2 separate regions of the Mus musculus genome follow, and region 1 is linked to region 2. The links are chromatin contacts, called in public HiChIP or PLAC-seq maps. All regions are on one chromosome and are shown on one strand. The core of a region is the stretch at or near the end of the contact, and the rest is flanking DNA. Distances in the headings are between cores, read along the strand shown.

What was found. HiChIP or PLAC-seq counts read pairs in DNA pulled down with a chosen protein or histone mark.
Region 1: a contact with region 2 is called in an HNF4G HiChIP or PLAC-seq map of pancreatic cancer cells. The contact joins two enhancer-like sites. A contact is called at or near these places in 2 of 484 Hi-C or Micro-C datasets (group 2 innate lymphoid cells and nephron progenitors), 5 of 115 datasets of contacts at active chromatin or transcription factors (bone marrow-derived dendritic cells, embryonic stem cells and pancreatic cancer cells) and 2 of 9 other capture datasets (adipose tissue and liver).

What each region holds. Positions count from the first base shown.
Region 1 is chr13:9,166,213-9,171,620 of GRCm38.p6, forward strand. It overlaps Larp4b (La ribonucleoprotein domain family, member 4B), which reads left to right. Exons shown (of 18, transcript NM_172585.3): 15 at 105-269; 16 at 2,466-2,590; 17 at 2,686-2,794; 18 at 4,440-5,408. The coding sequence ends at 4,730. Among named protein-coding and RNA genes, the nearest start is that of Larp4b, 75 kb to the left of the region's middle. Within about 2 kb of position 1,414, at least 12 of the 459 cell types and tissues checked have an H3K27ac peak or open chromatin away from gene starts, as enhancers often do. A contact at or near this core is called in pancreatic cancer cells, where this site is marked.
Region 2 is chr13:9,013,885-9,019,173 of GRCm38.p6, forward strand. All of the region lies in intron 2 of Gm36264 (a long non-coding RNA gene), which reads right to left. Among named protein-coding and RNA genes, the nearest start is that of Gtpbp4, 21 kb to the left of the region's middle. Within about 2 kb of position 3,462, at least 51 of the 459 cell types and tissues checked have an H3K27ac peak or open chromatin away from gene starts, as enhancers often do. A contact at or near this core is called in pancreatic cancer cells, where this site is marked.

The DNA of each region.
Region 1 (5,408 bases), core at 164-2,663, 150 kb after region 2:
TATAAATTTTGGGGCGGGTGTGAAAGTTGGAAGATTCTTTGACTTGCTTTCTACCCTTGTCACTTCACACTTGTGTGACCTTACGGGGTGCTGCTGTGTTGCAGAGCAGTCAGACGCAGTCTCCAACACCACCAAAGCCTCCATCACCGAGCTTCGAACTGGGACTGTCCAACTTCCCCCCATTACCTGGAGCTGCAGGCAATTTGAAGACAGAGGACTTGTTTGAAAACAGGCTTTCCAGCTTGATCATAGGATCTTCAAAAGAAAGAGTAAGCTATGTGTTACAGTTGCTGATGTTTTCTAGGCACTGATTTGTACCAGGACTTGACCCAGGTCTTTTGCACACATTAGAAAGTGGGGGGGGGGTGAGGTTGGGGTGATAGCTGTTTATCCTTGGAGCCAGCTCAAGCCAGCCTTTCCTTGCCATCTGCTGGGGTTGCCGTTGAAGCCTGTGCTGTACAGATGCCTAGACCCATAAGTCTGAATTAGAGCAGAAATAAGACTTGTGGTAATCTACGTAGTGCACGTAGGAAGAAGCTTAGGCTCGCTCTGCTGTAGTGTAGTGGCTTCAGGTAAACTCTGGGCTGCATCGTGGTCTTTCACTACAGTCCTCATCTCAGGAGATCCCTTTCCAGGCCTGCCTTTGAAGGACACTTAGCTAGCAGGCTGGAAATGGGATTTGTCCCTCTGCCAGGGTCAGTGTTTGAAGACTGTGGGACATGTAGAGAAATTACTTTCTGCCCAATTACTAAGGTATGGCTAAGTGCTAGGGGTACACACAGTGGGGGGCTGTAGAATACATCCCTCCTGCTGCATGGTAAACTATGGCTGTACATCAGATAGCACATGTGTCTTTTCATTAGAGGGCGGGACACCACTCTACTACAGAGTTTAGAGCCACAGTAGCGGCTGCCATAGTTACTAGGCCAGATGACTTTGCTATAGTAACTTGAGATTAAGGTCAGGTAAAAGTTGAATCTCAGATTGGGATAGTAATTGCCACTGTTTTTAGCATGGACACTGAGTTTCCCAAGATCCTAACTTTTCTAGTAAGGGTTACATGTTAGAGTTGAGATGTCTTGGACAGTGTAAGTCTTAACATTCACCTAATAATTTCCAGTTGGCTTATAAAACAGAAAATGATCATTTCAGCAGTCATGGAGTCTTGTTTTCAAGCATGTCCTCCTCCCTTAGTAATAAATAAGAGAGTAATAGTAGGCCTCCTAGCTCCAAAGACAGCTGCTGCTCGGAATGTACTTCAGTTTCTGTGGAAAGCCCTGTTTAAAGAAACAATTATTGCTTTCTGAAAGGCTGTTCTTGACTCTGTGGCCAAGTTACACAGTCTTCACTGCTGCCAGTGGTGATATGTCTGCAGAAACTGCAGAGGACTTGGGACAATAGGCCACCTAGCCCCTCCGTGCTTGACCTGGATTTATGACTCTTTGCAAAGTGCCATATGTATCTGTGTTAGTCAGTGTTTAACACACGATGAATCTGAGCATGCTTTTACAAATAGAAAGCCATTAGCTTCCTTGTGTTAGGTTTCTTTCACTTGTTCTCAATCCAGCAGAACCTCTGTCCCCCTCCCATACTCCCCCCCCCCCCTCAGCCCCCTCCCCGGCAAAAGTATAAATTGTTCCGTTCTCCCAAAGCTGAAGTTCCAGCTACTCTATTCCAGCAACTTTTTTTTTAACCTTTGAACTTACACCTTCTTTGAAGAGAAAAGCAGTTAGTAAATTTTGTCTTTTTGTATTTAAACTTGTAGCCAATTACTTAACTTGCCCTAAAATCACATGCTGGGTTAATGACACACCATGTGTACACTTGTATGAATCACGGCTCCACTAAGCAACTCGTTGATGGGGTAATGTCTGATTCACTCAGGTCTTACCTTAGTGACCTTGCCTATTAAATTGGATAAAGCACTTTTGTACACCTGCTTCTAAGGGTGGTTTGTGGATTCTCATGAGAGCTCCTGTGGGTATCTACCTCCCACCACTGGGCACTCAGATTTATGTAAGCATGGATATGTCAGTCTTTGTTTTGTATTAGTTACAAGTGTGAATCATAGTGTAACTTGGTAATTCCACCCCAGCTGATATGTCAGATCCCTGATATGTCAGATGAGTAAGGTGTGTTTGGAAGCTCTTCACTTGAAAAGACAAACTTACGGGTAATTATAATGCATCTGCTGGGAGCAAAAAGGCTGAGTGCTGTGCAGCCAATGACAGACTCAAAATGTCATTATGTTTGCTGGAGGCTTCTCCTGTGTCTCTGCTGTGACTTGACAGTTGTTGGTAACATGCCATTGTTTTGTTTGCTTGGAGTATGGATACACCAGTCGGCATCAATCGTAGGGGTTAGGAAGCAGTCTCCAAAGATGGGTTAGAGATTGCCGTGGTTGGACCCTTAACTTCTTGGGCAAAGATATGACAATTGCTAAATACTACTTTAACGGTTTTCAGAACCTCAGTACAGATGCAAGCACAAACACTGTTCCTGTAGTGGGACCCAGAGAGCCCTCCGTGCCAGCGCCCTGTGCTGTGTCGGCAGCATTTGAACGTTCCCCTTCCCCGGTCCATTTACCTGAGTGAGTATCAGTATTCTGCCAGCCCTCTGCCAGGTACAAGTTTAAGTGCTCTGTAATATTAAGTGTGGTTCTTAAACCAGATGGCATTTTCACAGGGATCCCAAGGTGGCAGAAAAGCAGAGGGAAACTCAGAGTGTGGACAGACTCCCTTCTACCCCTACTACAACTGCATGTAAATCCGTGCAGGTGAATGGAGCAGCAACAGTAAGTGCCTTGCCTGCCCTCCACAGCACTCAGGCATCCCGTGTGTGTCCTGACTCTGACGATGGGCTTTCAGTAGTGTGTGCCTTCATTTCTCTGTATGAGTTCACTGAGGTCTTCTATTTCAGATAGTAACAAGGTCCCAACTCTGTCCTGTATGGAGTTTGGTGACCTCTGTATTTAGTGTGTGTGTTGTACATATGAAATGATTAGCTGGGTAGTGGTGGTACACGTATACCTTTAATCTAGATACTCTAGAGGCAGATGCAGGTGGATTTCTGAGTTTAAGGTCAGCCTGGTCTACAGAACAGATTTCAGGACAGCCAGGGAGGGCTACACGGAGAAAAACACAGCAACAACAAAAGTTTGTCTGCTTCAAAGGCTTAGACAGATTGTGGGGTGGGGGGTCTAGAGGAGGGGCATGGGTGGTTCACGGCTTCTTCATCCTTTGAGGGAGGGAAGACTAAGGTCAGTATGTAATATATGAGAGAAGAATAAAAGGAAAACAGGGTAAGGGATGGAATGAAGCAGAATGGCATAAAGAGCAACACGCTGTCCTGTTGCCCTGCTTATGTGTCCCAGTGACTCTGCCAGCTCTGTTGGCTTAGGCCCTTAGGTCCAATGCTTGGGAGATGGGGCAGAGAGATAACTGCAAATTTGAGTCCTGTGATCTACATAGCAAGTTTCAGCCAGCCAGGGATGCACAGTGAGGCAGGAGTTCCTGCCCTTGATGATCTGGCATCTCTATACTTGGGAGGCAGAAGTAGGAAGATTGAATTCCACAAGTCTGTGTAAGTGCCAAACCAGCTACGGCTCTGCAGTAATGCTCCATGTGGAGGATCGGGAGTGAAGCCATCTCACGACCTGACCGCTGTGTCACACTGTCCCCGCCTGCTCTCTGTGTAAGCATAGCACTTGCACTGGTCCTGACTTAGATCAAACGAAGAGGGGCCAGGGTTTGCATCTTTGTTTTTCCCTTGAGCCTCATAGGCTTCCATGTTTCTCAAGAATGCTTTAAGGCTTTGTGTTGGTCCCCATTTTATTGTTGTGCCTTTATGGCTGCTGGCTGTTCTAGAGAGGCATCTCTATAGCATCTTCAGAGGGAAACTGGACTACAAGGAAAGGGAGCGGTGTCTTTAAGATCAGAGACATCTGGGTTTTTTAGTCTTTAAAACTTAGTGTTTTTTTTTTTCCAAGACAACCATGATTAGCTTAGAAAAATGGATGTGTATTTTCAAATTATTTAAATCTAACATAAGTCAAGAGACTGCATTTGTGCTTCAGGAAGCAGTATTGTTACAATGTCCCTATTTAGTAATTATTCTTCCTTCTGCAGTAATTTCAACTCTGTGACATAGTCCATCACCACATCCTACAAGTATACCAATAACTTTTTTCCTCACAGAGTGAATTTTTGATACTGTACTCGTGTCCACAAGCTCTAGAGGCGTTAGCTTTGATGCTGATCACTAGCTGCCATAGACATGCCAGAAGTTGCTCTTGAATTTTATGAATCTCTTAAAAGTAAAAATACCCATGAAGATGAAATTGTAATTAAAACAAAAACTTTATCTTATATAACTTCTTCCCTGAAAGAGCTTCCATCCCTGATATTTTGTATACATAACCCCATATTCTATGTTTCCAGGAATTGAGAAAGCCCAGTTATGCAGAGATTTGTCAGAGAACGAGTAAAGACCCTTCTTCCTCCTCTCCATTGCAACCCCCAAAAGAACAAAAGCCAAGCACTGTCGCCTGTGGGAAGGAGGAGAAGCAGCTGTCTGAGCCTGTCGAGAGACACCGAGAGCCCCCTGCCCTTAAGTCCACGCCTGGAGTCCCCAAGGATCAGAGGAGGCAGCCTGGGCGCCGAGCCTCTCCTCCAGCTGCCGGGAAACGCCTGAGCAAGGAACAGAACACGCCTCCCAAGTCTCCTCAGTGAGAGCTGCGTGCCTGCGAGGGCTCTGGAAGAGCTGTACCCACCGTGAGAAGCTCTCCCACTCAGTACGGAATGAGCCGCTGGTTAGGAGCTTGCAGTGTCTGTGGGGCCCGTGGGATACCTGCAAGTTACTTCCTTCTGTGAGTCGGATATTCCCCCTCTTGGAAAAAAAAATGTATTTTTCAGGATTTAATTATATAATATAAACCTTATTTTAGGTTGGTGCTTAACTGGAGGTGATACAGAAGTCTGGTGTTTTCAGGATAGAAAATGTATTTATCCTAACAAATGGATATTTTTTATTAAGCCTCCACGTGGCTCTGAGTGCAAAGCTATAATGAGTTTTTCTAAATTAAGGGAACTCTGCTACTTCCTTTTTTTTTTTTTTTAATAGTTGGTCTACAAGTGCGCATTGGTAGGGTGTCCAGCAGATGGATGGGGGCTGATGGCAGGGGCAGGGGCAGCCTTGGCCTCACAGAGCAAGGGACTGGCATGTCAGGACACTGACAGACTGGCATAGGAGCTGTGTTTTCATCTAAACCCTTAGCAACAGGTAACTCTAGCTTTAAAACAAGATACAGATGTACATACAGTTCTTTTTTGATCTAGTGGGCAGAACCTGCAAAGAGCACCCTAGAAAGACCTGAAACCTTTGAGTTTTGATGTCCTGCGAGCAAGTAA
Region 2 (5,289 bases), core at 2,212-4,711:
AGAAAGTGATGCTCAGAGAAATGAACCGAGTGTTAAGTAACCTATTTAACGGTACACAGCTGGTAAGGAGCTGAGGTCACAGAACTCAGCAATGAGGCGGAAAACCCAGATCCACTTTTCTACAATGATGCTCCCCAGTGTTAGACTGTCCATGTCGTCTCACCCACCCTACCCCAACTCCTATCCAAATATCAGGCCACATCCCCTGCAGCTCTTTCTCTGGAGCAGATAGTTGGTAGGAAAACATGTTGTTTAGTGGCTTTGCAGTCCCCCTTCCTAGCAGCTACAAGGTAAATGTTTAGGTGTTATCTAGCACCTAGCTCTCTCCTCGTTGGCATTTAGGCCAGTCCAGCTTTACCCTCCCCTCTAGCCCTGAAAACCTAAGAGTGAGAACCTCCCTTTGTTCTTCAGGTCTGAAAGAAAGTTTCTCTCTCTTACTCTTAAGGTTCCATCGTGTTTGACTATAGCTGGTCTATATTTCAGGAACCATAAGTCGTGCTCTCCCTTCAGGACTTCTGTCTTGCTATAACAGTGGTTCTCTCTCCTAATGCCAGTCCTTTGTGGACTTGAAGGCCAACTAGTCTGGCTTCAGAACTCCCTCTCCTACTGAAGCCTCTCTGCAGGGGAGTCTCCTGCCTGCTCTTTCCCAAGACCGTGCATTGGAAGTCGTTATTCCCAGGAGGGTTTGTTTCAGGAGCTCCATACAATCTGTCAACAGGAAGCAGCAATGAGCAATACACTTCTAGTGTTGGATTTCACTGCAAGGGCTGTGCTTCAAGTGTGAGTTGTGCTGAGTCACCCCTCATGGGACCTTGACCAGGCGGCTCCTCTTGTTTACTTCTGCTGCTTTGTTTGGTGAAAGAATGTCCATGTTTGCTGTTACACACCAGCTCTTGTAGACCTTTATAGAAAGGTGTTCTGTTTGACTAGCCAGGTGAAACACTTTCATTTCCCAGAGTCTCTGAAATCTTAACCCCACTACCCCCACCACATCTCTCAAATAAAGGCATTAGATATTTGAGATGTTAAATTTGTTTGATATTTATGTTTTACCTTTTGGGGTTTTGGAGGCCATGATAGTACCAATGGCTACTAGGTTTATCCCATTTACCCAAAGACTGGAAAATTCACCTTTGCTGAAGTTGAACTAGATCTAACTTAAGGTATAGATTAAATTTAGGGGGACTGAAATTATTCCATTTTACCCCAACATGAATAAGAGAATACAAATCTAGGATATATATATATATATATATATATATATATATATATATATATGCTTGACTGACATGTATTCTGTGAACCATGTTCATTCAGTGCCCACAAGAGACCAAAAGAGAGCATCAGATAGATCCCCTGGGACTGGAGTCACAGACAGTTGTGAGCCACCATGTGGGTACTGGCAATCAAATGGGTACTCTGGGTGATCAGCATGGCTCCTAATCAATGAGCCATCTCTCCAGCCCTTGTTTTATTTCTTGCCCCTCTTTGTATACATTCACATGCTTAAATGTATATAGACATATGTGTGTGCTCTATGGATTCATGTGGAGGTCCAAGGATATTGTCAAGAGTCCTCCTCAGTCTCCTACCTTATTCACCGAGGTAGCATCTATCGGATGAAACCAGAGTTCACCTATATATTTCATCAAGGTAGCCAGCTTGTTCTGGGGACTCTTTGTCTGCCTTGAGCACTGAAATTACAGGCAGGCACTCCCGCTGATCCAGCATCTGCATGGGTTCTAGAGATCCAAATGCAGGTCTTCCCACTTGCATTTTGCTTTATCTACTGAGCCATCTTCCTGGCACAGATGATTGTATTTTTCTAAGTCCCACAGTATAACTTCTTCCTTGAGACAATGGAAGATCTGTGTTATTTGTATGTCCTAAGAGCCACATGATTCCTAAAAGCTCTGAACATATATATGCAAATAGCAATACCACTAGGATGAAAGCTAAACTAATGAAAAAAATATTTCTATGAATAGAACATGGGGGGTTGGGTTAAAAGTGAGGCAGGTTCTGAGATGGAGCAGTGAAGCCTGACTTACACAGAACAAGGAGTGTATTATATGTTTCCTAACTGAATATGCCTTGTATCCATGAAGTCTGCTGAGGTCTCCAGTTACTGTGTGCATTACAGCCCCACCCTCCCGAACACTGGGTCTGTTCTTTTTAAAGCATAGCTGATATACTTACCTGTTTGGGAGGCTGAGGCAAGAAAATGGCAAGTTCAATGCTTTTGTGGCTTCAGAATGAGTTCAAAGCTAGGTCGGGCAAATTTAGAAGATCCCATCTCAAAGCTAAAAGTAAAGATAGATCTTGGGATATAGTTCAGTGGTAGAATATTTGCCTGTTTGTGTGAGGCTGAGTACTATTTATTTCCAGGTTGGAACTGCTGTAGGCAGTTGTCTCATTCAACGCTATCAGCAGTTCTCCCTCAATACCCTCTGTATGTGTACACTTTTGTATATGGATGCAGACATCGGAGGACAACTGAGATATCTTTCCTCAGGTGCTGGCCCCTGGGTTTTTTCTTGGGCGGGGTATTTTCCTTATTTATTTAGTTATCATGTATACAGCATCCTGCCTGCATTTATACTTGCAGGCCTGAAGAGGGCACCAGATCTCATTAAAGATGGTTGTGAGCCACTGTGTGGTTGCTGGGAATTGAACTCAGGACCTCTGGAAGAGCACCCAGTGCTCTTAACTGCTGAGCCATCTCTCCAGTCCCTTTCTCCTCCTTTTTATTTTTTAATTGTTTGTTTGCTTTCTTGCTTTTTGAGACAGGGTTTCTCTGTGTAGCTGGGTCGCCCTGAATGTCCTGGAACTTGCTCTGTACACTGGCTTCAAACTCACAGAGATCCACATGCCTCTGTTTCCCTGGTGCTGGAATTAAAGGCATGCACCACAACTAACTCTCTCTCTCTCTCTCTCTCTCTCTCTCTCTCTCTCTCTCTCTCTCCCTCCTTCCCTCTCTGAGATAAGATCTCTCATTGTCCTAGCAAATAGGCTGGCTGGCCAGAGCCTGTGTCCATGTTCCAAGCGTTGAGATTACCACCACACAATGGATGATGGGGAACAATCTCAACTAAGTGAGTTTTCTCCCTAGTCCCCGTTTTTAAAATAATATTTTTGATTAAGGTGTTGCCTACACGTATATTACTGTACCTTGGCTCATATTTGTAGCCCACTCCCCATTTCTCTCACTCTTTGCCCCTCCTGCTGATCCCCTTCCTACCTTCTTTCTGGTTTTATGTCATACAGGTATAGATATATAAATAAATACATATACAGACACTGAAACCCAGGAGCTTCTGAAGTCTGGGCCTTCCTCCCCTCATCTGTGAGAAAGGGAGAAACCCTCAGTAGAGTAAATGAATGACCAATCAAGCAGGCATTTGCCCTTTGACGTCCACCCTGGAGCTCCCGCTGCGACAGACAACCTAGTTGTGTAACAAGAGCACCACAGCGGGTGGTAACCGCCAGCTCTCACAGCAAAGTGCCAGAGCCGCTCTCAGTGGCCCGCTTGACAGCCTCTACAGAAAATGTTCTCTAGAGCAGAGAAGTGGCTCCAAACAAAACATGGAGAGGCAAATGTTCTAATGCCAAGGACATTGCTCGTGACCATGGAGGGAGGGGGGAAAAAGACTAGCAGGGGCTGTGTCTTTGTTTTTTTCCAGACACTTTTCTCTGCCTTTTGACACTTAAAGGTATTTATTGAAACGCATTGTAGACTCAAGAATGTTCAGTATTCTCAACAGCCGGGTCTTTTGTGATTGCTTTGAAATTGCTAAGTATCCCTTTCTCAATCTAGTAACTAGTACCATGACTAGTTGAAGTTGTCTCTCTTTGACTTTTAAATCCTACCCCTTCCCGCCCCCCCCAGTGTCATCTTTGTCTCTGTCTCTCTCTGCCCTCCCTTCTTCGAGTATGTGTGCGCTCAGGTTTGCACACTTGTGTACAAGTACAGAAGCTCAAGGACACATTGGTGTCTTCTTCATTCTCTTGAGCTCAGGCTCTCTGAATCCCAGAGCTTACCATTTCAAGTAGACTGACTGGCCAGTAAGCCCCAGTGATTGTCTTGACTCAGTGTCCCGCCCTGCACTATGCATGTAGGTATGCATAGCCAGATCTTACTTTTTGCATGGGTTCTGAAGATCTGAACTCAGGACCTCATGCTTGTGCAGTAAGAGTTACTGTCCACTGAGCCATCTTCCAAGCCCCTGGGTGTTACCATCTTCAGAACCACTGACCCCTTTGAGAAAATACCTTTAGCCATAGACTGTATTTGACAAGAATACGGGCTTATTCCTACACATCTTTCCAATCTTCTTAGTGGGGGTTGTGGATAACAAGCAAATAAATAAAACCACTTCTTCTGAGTGCACACAGCTCTTAAGCCATATGTGGCAGCTTGGACAGTGACTTACGCCTGTGGTCATCTACCCACTATTTGTGGCAACCAGGCTGTTGTGTAACTTACTCCCTCTGAACTTTTCTCATATTTAGATTGCCTTCCTTACTTTATACTTGTGTTACTGTTGTTGATATTACAATAATAAATAAAAAATTTGGTGCACAAAAATTATTCCATAAGCATCAAATCACAGTTCATTTCTGCTCCCTCATTATCATGATTTTCCAGGCCAACACCAAATGTCATCTTTTCTTTTCCTGAATCAGGAGCTGTCTCTATGGCTCTTACTGTACTGTGGAGAGGAATCTCTGTGCAGTGGTTTACGATACATTTCAGCTGCAGGCTGTATTAACACAGCTTTGAAGCAGCCTTTTTTCCTTCCAGTAAGTACTGCAAAGTACTTAACTCCTTTTTATAAGAAGAAATCCCACCTTTTCCCATTTGAGTTTCTTTAGGATTTCTCTAAAGCAAGCTCTTAAAATCCCATAATCTTCAATCTGTTCATGGTGTAGTAACGTGTTTTATAGTCTACTTACTACCATAACAGGAACAACTTGTAGACCTGAGGTTTTTTTGTTTTTGTTTTTGTCTTTTTAAAGCACCACTCCCAGACTGCTGTTCCCTTTGCATGTCTTGATACAGCCTCTGCTAACAGGAATCACCTATTGGTTTAACCAACTCAGACTCAGCACCAGCTGCCAAGTTGGGAGTATCCTCAAAAAGGATTCAGACAAGGCTTCACTCTGGCTCCCAATGTCAAGGTACTCCTTGTGGCTCTGTGTAGCTGTACACATCTTTCATCCCAGCAATTAGTAGGCAAAGGCACGTGGATCTCAGTAAGTTTGAGGCCAGCTTGGTCTACATAGCAA